Regions from separate parts of the Oryctolagus cuniculus genome. Here region 1 is linked to region 2. A link is a contact called in public Micro-C data. All regions are on one chromosome and are shown on one strand. The core of a region is the stretch at or near the end of the contact, and the rest is flanking DNA. Distances in the headings are between cores, read along the strand shown. Region 1 holds the start of VEZF1 (vascular endothelial zinc finger 1). Region 2 overlaps CUEDC1 (CUE domain containing 1).

The links. Hi-C and Micro-C count contacts between places; a contact is called where the count stands out from the background.
Region 1: a contact with region 2 is called in a Micro-C map of ear pinna, with 2.1 times the contacts expected there. The contact joins the promoter of VEZF1 here to the enhancer-like site in region 2. A contact is called at or near these places in 2 of 6 Hi-C or Micro-C datasets (ear pinna and skin fibroblasts).

Annotation. Positions count from the first base shown.
Region 1 is chr17:33,433,096-33,438,144 of mOryCun1.1, forward strand. VEZF1 (vascular endothelial zinc finger 1) reads right to left here and starts at 1,679. Exons shown (of 6, transcript XM_051824818.2): 1 at 1,372-1,679. The coding sequence starts at 1,404. It overlaps SRSF1 (serine and arginine rich splicing factor 1), which reads right to left. Exons shown (of 6, transcript XR_011383534.1): 5 at 2,918-3,064; 6 at 2,340-2,578.
Region 2 is chr17:33,387,123-33,391,693 of mOryCun1.1, forward strand. The region is part of intron 1 of CUEDC1 (CUE domain containing 1); the gene reads right to left. Among named protein-coding and RNA genes, the nearest start is that of CUEDC1, 14 kb to the right of the region's middle. Within about 2 kb of position 2,084, at least 5 of the 8 cell types and tissues checked have an H3K27ac peak or open chromatin away from gene starts, as enhancers often do. A contact at or near this core is called in ear pinna, where this site is marked.

The DNA of each region.
Region 1 (5,049 bases), core at 429-2,928, 46 kb after region 2:
TGTCTTAACACAATAAAGCAGATGTACACGATAGGCATCGTTTGAAACCTTCTATTCCCTACACTAAGTCCACCGGGATGGGTCCAGGGGCCGGGAGGACATTCTTCTGAAAATTCTGCATCCGTTCCTGGATAGTTCCGAAAGGTCTCAAGCGCCCGTCTACGCGTTTGGGATTTGGCGAAGTATTCCAAGAAGGAAAATAACTCAGAGGCGGGAAGAACGCTCTTAGAAGTGACGAGCTTCCTAACCTCCTCGGGTTCCCAAGTTTCCCTGTGAGCTCATCGCTGCTGCCCACTAAATGCTTCGTCTGCAAACAGAAACGAAGCAGGAGAAAGTAGGTCCCAGCCGAGTCTTTCCAAGAGGGGGTCCCCCAACGAAAGTGAGTTGGCAAGAGGATCGCCGCCGGCGTTATCAACCGCGGCCGCTTTTAAGTTTCTTGCAAAAAAGCGCACTCCAACACCCCGGCGAGTGACTCATCTGGGGGCTTTGTAAGCGGACTTTGTTTGCGCTCTCCACTTCGCGTCGCCCCGCTCGGCCGGCCGCAGGCAGCGTCCGCCCGGAGCGCCGCCCCCCGCCCGGCCCGGCGCGGCGGCCCGGGGATTCCCCGGGCTGAATGGGCCGGCGGGAGAGCTGGACAGAGCGAGAGGTGTCAGCTGCCAAGGCTCGGCTGCGGCTCGCGAGAGGAACACTGGGGCCCCGGCGAGAAAGTTTGGGGAGGGGATGTACGCTCACGACACCCCTGCCTCAAGAGCACAGACACGAGGGGGGCGGCGGGCAGGGGGAGTGGCGGGCAGCCCGGGGAGTCCCGCTATTCGCCTGGATGTGCCAGGGGGTTAGAAAGTCAACACACACACGCACACGCACAAAAAGAGAGGGGACCGAGGGGAAAGGGCGGGAGAGCGAGCCAAAGACGGACCAAGTGCATGTCGGGGGGCCCTCGGCAGGACCTGGGGACCCCCTCACCCCACCGCGCGGGCCCGGGCCCGGCGCGCAGTGGCCGAGCAGCCGCGCTATCCAGCAGCCCGGCGCTCTCCTTTCTCTGGGCTGCGGGCTGGTGACAGCGATCGGCCTCCTCCCTTCCCCTTCGGGGCGGGAGGGAAGGGTGTGTATGCGTGTGTTACTGTGTGCTGGGGGGGCTCCGGGGTTCACCCCGAGGCCTGCTCGCTCCCCCGCACCCCGCGAGGCCGCCTCCTATCACCTCAGCAGCCCGGCTCCGCCGGGGCGGGCGGGCGGAAAAACAAAGGGGGATTAAGGCCGGGCCGGAGAGCGGAGCCGGGAGGGAGGGGAGGAGGAGCGCCCGCCCGCCCGCCCGCCAGCCCGGGGCCCGGCCCCCCTGTCCCCCCCGTGCCCCCCCGGGGGGGCCCCCAGTACCTGGAACAGGAACGCGGTCCAGTTGGCCTCCATGGCTGCGGCGGCCGACCCCCCTCCTCCCCACTCCCCCCGCTCGGGGAGCCTCCTCAGCCGGAGGAGGCGACAACAAAGCGGCGGCGGCGGCGGCGGCGGCAGCGGCAGCGGCGGCTCCTCAACATGGCAGCGCCGAGCGCGGCCACTTCCGGTAACCTCCGGGACGCACCACCGCGGCGGCGAGCGCGGGCGGGGGGGGAGCCCCGGCCCGGCCGCCGCCGCCCCCAGCTGCCCGGACCCCCGGTGCGCGTCCCCGCCGCCGGCCCGCCGCCTCAGAGCTCAGCCAGTGCCCGCCGGCGGTGGGGTCAGGGCCCCCGCGGGGGGGCTGGGGTGGGGCCGGGGGCGGGGATGGGGCGCGGCGTCCCCCCCCGCGGGGGTGTGTGGTGCTGCGGTCCGTGGCTCAGGCAGCTGGAGCAGGGGGAGCTCAGGAGAGAAGATGGAGGACGCCAGGGTCTGGCGCTGGCCCTCTGGGCACAGCTGGGCCGTCTCCCGTGACTCAGACACGGTGCCCAGCAGTGCCGCGTCCCTAGCAGCCCCTCAGCGGAGGGCACAAGCCATGGCGGTCACCCAATTCTTCAGTCCCGCATGTACAGCATAGCCCCCACCTCGAAATTGGGGGAAGCCCCGCGGACTTGCGGTGTTTCGCCCCTTAGGCGTTTCTTTTCTGGTCCGCCAAGCCCTGGGAACTCTCGCTGAGCGAGGTCATCTCCCTCTGAGTAGCCTTTCCATCGCCGGCAGGGAATCCCACTGGGGTGCCGCCTCAGATCCTCCCAGGGTGGAGGGAAGCACTTCCCACGCACAGACATGTCATTACTGGGTTATTCTTGGGTGAAGGGCTGGGCTTCCCCACCCTCCCCTTCACTCCAGATATGATGTGAAATTCTACCCCAAACCCCTCCTCTCCCACCAACAAAATAAAAACAAGTGAGAAAATATAGCCATGAAATTATTTTAGTCCTTGAGTACAGTCTGCTTCCTCCTTCAGCCCCCTCCCGCCAATAAAAAATGGAACTTCTGGTTGGACAGCGTCAGGAGATGTCACTGAGGTGACCCCAGCCTCTGTCTGCAGTTCCAAGTCTTCCATGTAGGCGTCACTGCTACTGGAACTTTGTAGAAGAGCCTGTGTGATGATGTCCTGAACGTTTTCTATCCTTTCCTCACACAGAAGTAGCTACTGGGAATATCAGAGACAAGCTATTATTAAACAAGTGTCTCCAGTCCAAGAAATCTGTGGTGGGGAAATGAGGGGGCAGGCTATATCAGTTATAGTCTTATGAACTTTAGCTTAAAAAAATTCCTCAGATGGCTGCATTATTTCAAGACTTCCAACATCTTTCAAAACCAACTCTTATCATCCCCTCCATTCATTCCCCTCCACACAGGTCACCACCTCCAACTTCCTTCAGCGATACACAGTAAAATCTGAAGAGGTACAGTGCTTGGACAGTCTGTGCTTCTTTTCTGTCCCCTACACAATGTTCCCCCCACCTCCCCCTTTCCTTCCCTCAGTCACCAGAATGAAGGGGCTGGAATCGTTGATCTGGTTCCTTTTAGAGAGCCGATGCCCCATTGGATACTGCCCGGAGACCTTGGGGATCAATGAGAAGCTCTGCGGTTTGGATCAGTAGCAGAAGCAGGTAACACCAGGGAACCGGTCAGCCTAAGACAGGAGGGGACAGAAAATGATGAAGACTTTCTGATGCACATTCTTCAGCTAAACTACTATGGAGGCCCCCATGTCTCCTCTAAATGTCCATTAGTTTATTTTAGAAACAAAAACAAAATGGCTCGGGAAGCTGAAGTGTGTACGAGGGTGCTTCATACTTCAAAAAGTTCATGGAAAATGGAATTAAAAGATGCTTATTGGGGCACAAAAATTTGAAACCACATACAGCTTTTGATAACGTGCATCTTCTAGGAACTTTTGGAAGTACCTTTATATACACATGCACACTGAAGAGGGAAACAAAATGCAAATCTAAGGCATAATCTTTGCTCTTGCTGACTTTGGATACTGCATGTCTTTTTATTCTCATTGGTAGCACTGTCTCTGCTGCTCCCCTGCCTTAACATATTCGCTCCAGGGTCTCTGTGATGCACTCCCTCAGGTTTCTTCCTCCCTTTGCATCCTCCCATTAGCTGCTATCTTCCAAACTATAGTGAAAAAATAAACTTTAGGAGTACAAAAACTAGTACATAATGAATACCATTACTGCTGGACTCTCTTGAACTTCTTACCCTGAGACCTAGTAATATGTTCCTCAAGCTTTCTCATAGCACTTCTGGGAAGAGGTTTCCCTGCTAACAGGAAACAGAGGTCAAGGAAAAGCAGTCTAGTTCTCATTACTGAAGAACTGGGATTCAGAAGCATCACCTTTCTTGAGGAAAATGGCTAATTTTATCTCTACTAATAAGACAAAACCACAATTCTGACTGTTCTCCAAACTCTCTTTTAAAAAGAAAAAAAATTGACAATCTTTTAAACGCAGATGAAACTTCAAACATCTAGAAGGGAAACATCAAAAAAGTTTGGAACAAGTACTCAGAAACAATCAGGTCTGTCCCAGGAATACAATGAAGTAAGATCAAAGATTCCATCCCTAGAAACAGCATCATCTCTACCTTTAGGACAACAATGAATATCTTTAGCCACAAACTGAACAAGCTCCTCCTCAGGCCAGCTTCTACACACAGACCATACTCTGGTATCCAGTCAAAAGACTACAAATGTCTGGACAGTAAGTTCATCTTGGTCACTGTAAGCAATTTCCAGTCAATCAATAGTGCTACCGTCAGGCATGATAAACAAAAAATATGGTGGACCCACATCCATCCAAACAAGTCAGATCCCCAACTCACCCTGCTCAAATTTCTCTCTCTTCCTGCTCTACCTCAAATTATATGACTTGTCACCTTTCAGGACCTTAATTTCCTTATCTGGAAAATAAAGAGTAAAACCTCACTGGAGTGACCTCTGGATTAAATGAGAAATGTATGTAAAATGCTTAGAGCATTTCCTAAATATAACAGGGGCTAAGTAAATACTTTTATTATTGATTTTGAGTGGCTCTAAATTAACTTTAGAGCTGAGAACTAGCATACCAGCTCTGAGTCAGTTAACATCCTTCACTTCTCAAAGTGAAAGGTTTTCTCTCATCCTTATTAAAGAGCCCTCAGGTAAATAGCCAAAGGGCTAATGACATGGCAAAGGAAGACACTTATTAAGAGTTGTTTTTCTAGGGGCCACTGCTGTGCTGGCATCCCATATGTACGCTGGTTCAAGTCCCAGCTGCCCCACTTCTGATCCAGCTCTCTGCCACGGCCTGGTAAAGCAGTAGGAGATGGCCCACGTCCTTGGGCACCTGCACCCATAAGGGAGAACTGGAAGAAGCTCTAGGCTCCTGGCTTCTGATCAGCCCAGCTCCAGCCTTTGTGGCCATGTGGGTGTGGGGAGTGAACCAGTGGATGGAAGACCTTTGTCTCTCTTCTTTTGTAACTCTTTCAAATAAATACATAAATCTTTAAAAAAAAAAAAAAAGGCACTTTAATAACGACATATATGTTAAAGATAATTTTTTGCAAATGTTAGAAAGCAACTGTATTATTCCCTTCTTGGTTTGGAGAGGCTTTTTTTTTTCTTTACTT
Region 2 (4,571 bases), core at 834-3,333:
AAGTGGGAGCTCTCTCTCTCTTTCAGTCACTCTGCCTTTTGATAAGTAAAACAAAATAAACTTTTTTTTTTTTTAAAGCAAACACACAGGAGCTTGAGGCCCAACCAAAGGGGTCTGGACAAGACCCAGGACAGACTCCAGGATCGTGGGGCTGCAAAGCGTCTCAGACCCCAGTCTCCTAACTGCAAGCCTCCCCTCACCACAGCCCCACCGCGTTCCTCTCCCCGCACCTGCGGCCTTCCCTCAGTCTGAATTCTGAAAACACATCCCAGGTCTGGTCGGGGCAGGAGGGCAGGGGTTTCAACCTCCGGGGGCACTGACATTTGGGGTGGAATAATTCTCTGTGGCGGGGTGCTGCCTGGACCCACAAAGCTATTCAGCCACATTCCCTGGCCTCTGCCCACAGACGCCAGCAGCACCCCACCCGCTGCAACAACCCCAGGTGTTGAGCCACTGAGCTGCGGGAGGCTTCTCAGCTCTGGCCCCACACTGGAGAAAGCAGCCGGCGGGGGGGGGGGGGGGGAGCGGGGGCTTGGAAACTGCCCTGCCCGGGGCCCCGCCCCTTGACTGGGCGGCCAGGCACTGCCTGGAGCTGCCCTCGGCTGTCACTTCCTAAGCCCTCATGTCCCTTTAACGTGCCGCTGGGTCCTCTCTTCCGCCAGACCGCTGCAGAAGCAGGAACTCTGCTGTTCCCTCTCTCCACAAAGCTGCACACGGGGACCTGTGATTTCATGCTCATCAAAAAAGTGCCTGGACCACGCCAGCCCCATCTCACCCAGCATACAGCACGGGGAGCACACAAAGGGAGAAGGGGGCCCAGGAACACCCAGCACCTAACTTTGGTTTCTGGGTCCCACCCCGGAAGGGCAGGGGACACGGGGCTCAGGTCAGGGAACTCCAGGCTACCAGATGAGTTGTTAACTTGTGCAAGCCCAAGTGACTTGGGAAGGGACACAGACGCAGATCAGCGCCTCGCTGAGCCTCGCTTCTGAGTTAAGATCTCCCTCCCCATCCCCAGCTTCCCTCAAAGGTCCCCAGGAGCCAGGGGGCACCTGCTGAGAGACCAGCCTGCCGTCCTGCCTACCCGGCCCTCTGGGACCAGAGGCTCTCCTAAGAGGCGGAATGCAGCCCCCAGTCCCTGTCCCCTGGCGGGGAGGTGGGGAACACTCTCAGCGACCTAGGTGCTCCCAGAGCAGACCTGCCGTCCTCCCTGCTGTGCAGGCCTGAGTCTGCTCACGGGAGGGCAATCCGGGGGCCCAGCTCCCCACAAGGCCATCCAAGCGCCCACCAACGGCTCCTCATCAGAGCACACCCCAGGCATTTCTACAAGCATGAAATGTAAGGCGCCTTCCCTGAGATTTCGCTTCTCCGACATTTGGTGCCAGCAGGGAGCTGGCTCCTTACAGATCTGCCTCGGGTGGCCCCCGCTGGCTTGTTGAGTTCAGTCCAAGGCAGGGAGGCCTTGCACCCCGAGGGGGCCAGCGGGACAGCCACTTCTTCCCAAGCCTCCCTCCCCTCACCCTGTTGCCTGGAGACAGGACGCATTCCTGGTGCTTCCTCTTCATTCTCCAGGAGCCTCCAGGAAACTGGCCTGGGGCCGGGCAGGGGGAAGCAGGAGTGACATTTCCTCACAGACACCCGCCCCTGCGCCTCCCCACCAGGGCTCCCCCGGGGAACAAGGCCCCCTTTGAAAGCCCGTGTTTACCCCAGCCATGGCCAGAGGTTGCCATGGCCACGTCCCCTTGGCAGGCCGGGCCTGGGCGGGACTGGCCGGAGCTGCCTCAGTGTCTGGACACCCCACTCCACCCTCTTCTCGGGCCCCTACCGGCCTCCAGAGCCCCATCTCCTGGGCTTCTGCTTGAAGCACTGACTTCTGTCCAGCCCCCAGGGTGGAAAACATAACCTCAGAGGGCATGAACGAAGGTGACCGCTCCTTCCTCTGGGGCTTCAGAGAGAGAGAGAAGGGGACAGGGAGCCCAAGCCCAGGGCAGCCAGGTCCCCAGGCACCTCCCCAGGAGCTGCCCTGCCTGCTGATGGGAATGACTTCTTTACGTAATTCATTACGGCTGTGTCCCCGCGGAGCCTGATCAGGCAGAGGCCTGACCTCAGCTGCCAGGGCGGAAAGGGAGGGGCCCCCTCCCGGCCTCAACCTGAACCTGGCAGGCTGCGGGCTGCCCCAGGACAAAGGCAGTGGGAGCGGCTGACAGCATGGGCCCCTGGGGGAGGGGGGCTCCCAAGAACACAAAGGCGGCCCCGCCCTCGCTTGGTCCTCCCCCAGGAGAAGCACCAGCCAGCGGGGTCGCTGAATAATTCAGCCCTCGGCTTGCGCCCGTGAGCACCAGGCCTCTTCCTCTGGAAAGCTCTGGGCTCTGCGGTTTCACAGAAGGAAGCACTGAGCCCTGGCTTTCGACCCAACACCCCCAGGCCCCTGGCCCGGGACTGCCGGGAAGGAGCCACGAAACTTCCAGAAATCTGCAGCGTCATCCTGAAGGCCACGCTGTGGAGCGGCAGTGGCTGGGAAGCGGACGGGGCGGCAGCAGGGGAGAGGCAGCTGGCAGGGCCCTGTGCGTGCGTGGCCAGGCTGCACCTGCCCTGTCCGCGGGGTCTCTCCGGCCCTCTGCACACACCTTTCCCCACCGTGCAGCCCTACAAGTTCACGCTCACCCTTAAAGGCCTTGGCTGCGGTCCCTGGAGCTGGCCAGCCCTGACCACTATGAACCATGCACTGACACTGTGTGGCACACTCAGCGCAGCCCTATGAGGTAGGTCCTCAAACATCCTTACTTCACAGTGAGGAAGCTGAGGGTGAAGATCGGCCCAGGTGGCCCAGCAGGGCAGGGGAGAATGAGATTCAGACCCAGCTGGCCCAGTTCTGAGGTGCAGGCACGCCGGCTGCACGTGCAGAACCTCCCAGGAGCAGCAGTCAGGTAGGTCGGAGCGAGGGGCAGGGCCAGGGCCAGGGCCAGCGTGCCGTATCCGGGCCCTCATCTGTGCGCATCAGAGCCATCTGCAGAAGCATGTGTATTCACGCAGGAGAGAGACACGTTTACCCTCCATGATCAGAGCCTCACCCTGGGCGATGGCCCTGTCCGCCGTGACCTCTCTCTCTCCCATGCCTGCTCCCAGCCCTCCCAACAGTCAGCCCCCTGCCTCCAGCCAGAGTTTTCGATTCCCTCTCACAGCGCTGGAATCGCTCCCTGCCCCTGTAGGGCGGTGCAGTGTCCAGGACTCCCAGGAGGAAGCCCCACACCACCAGCCGACTCACTTGGAAGCAGCACCTTCCAGTTCTCAGGTCTTCCATACTGACTTCATCCAATCCACATGGCAACCCTTGAGCCAGGTCAGTGTGGACACCTTTTGAAGGTTATCTGCCCAGATCCCATCTCTTCTGTGAGGACTGTCTGGACAGGGAAAGGCCCCCAAGACCATTACTTGCCCATATCCTCCTGGCCACCACTGACTGGACCTGCAATAGACTGCTGACCCAAAGGAGCCAATCAGATCCCCTCCAGCAACCGGAATTAAAGTTCAGACACAATGTGGTCTCTGATGGTTACTAGAACGAGAACGGGTGTATCTGGGAGAGGAGGGGCTGGGACATCTGACACACACCCAGACACAGCAGCACCCTGCAGGTGCACTAAACAGAGGCGCTGAGGGCAGCTGCCCTTGTTCTGGGACGTGGGAGACCAGAAGTACTTTCTGCACTGGATTCTGGAATTCCCCAGTCACTTCAAATACAAGGAGCGTGGGATGGGCGTTTTGACTAGTGGTTAAGCATCTGCAGTGGGGCTGGCTCTGTGGTGCTATGGGTTAAGCCACTGCCCATGACACCAGCATCCCATAGCAGAGCTCTGGTTCAAGTACCAGTCCTGACTGCTCTGTTTCTGAACCAGCTCTCTGATGATGCTCTTGCAAAGGCGGCAAAAGATGGTCAAGTCTTTGGGCCCCTGCCACACAGTGGGAGACCGAGGTGGAATTCCTGGCTCCTGGATTCAGCCTGGCCCACACCTAACCATTGCAGTCACTTGGGGAGTGAACCAGTGGATGCAAGATCCCTCTCCCTGTATCTGCTCGCTCCCTGTGTCTCGCCCTCTCTCCATCACTCTGCCTTTCAAACAAAATTTTTAAAAAATCTTTAAAAAGAAAAAGACACGTGCAGGCCATATCAGAGTGCCTTCCTGGGCTACTCAGCCCCACTGCTGGTACCAACTTCCTGCTGAAGCACACCCTGGAAGGCAGCAGTGATGCCTAAGTGACTGGGTCCCTGCCACCCATGTGGGAGACCCAGATTGAATTCCCAGCTCTTAGCTTTGGCCTGGTTGCAGGCATTTGGGGAGTGCACCAGTGGATGAGAGCTCTGTCTCTCCACCTCTCAAATAAATTTAAAATAATACAAGTAGTGCAAGCTGTTTTCTGCCCCTCGCCATCAGCAGAGTCTGAACTATGATAGGCTGGTAACAGGATCCTCCTGGTACAGACGAGGAAAGAGGCCTCAGAGGCCAAGTGCCTGACGAATGCCACATGACCGACACATAAGAGCGCAGCTCCAGCCAGCGCCACGGCTCAAT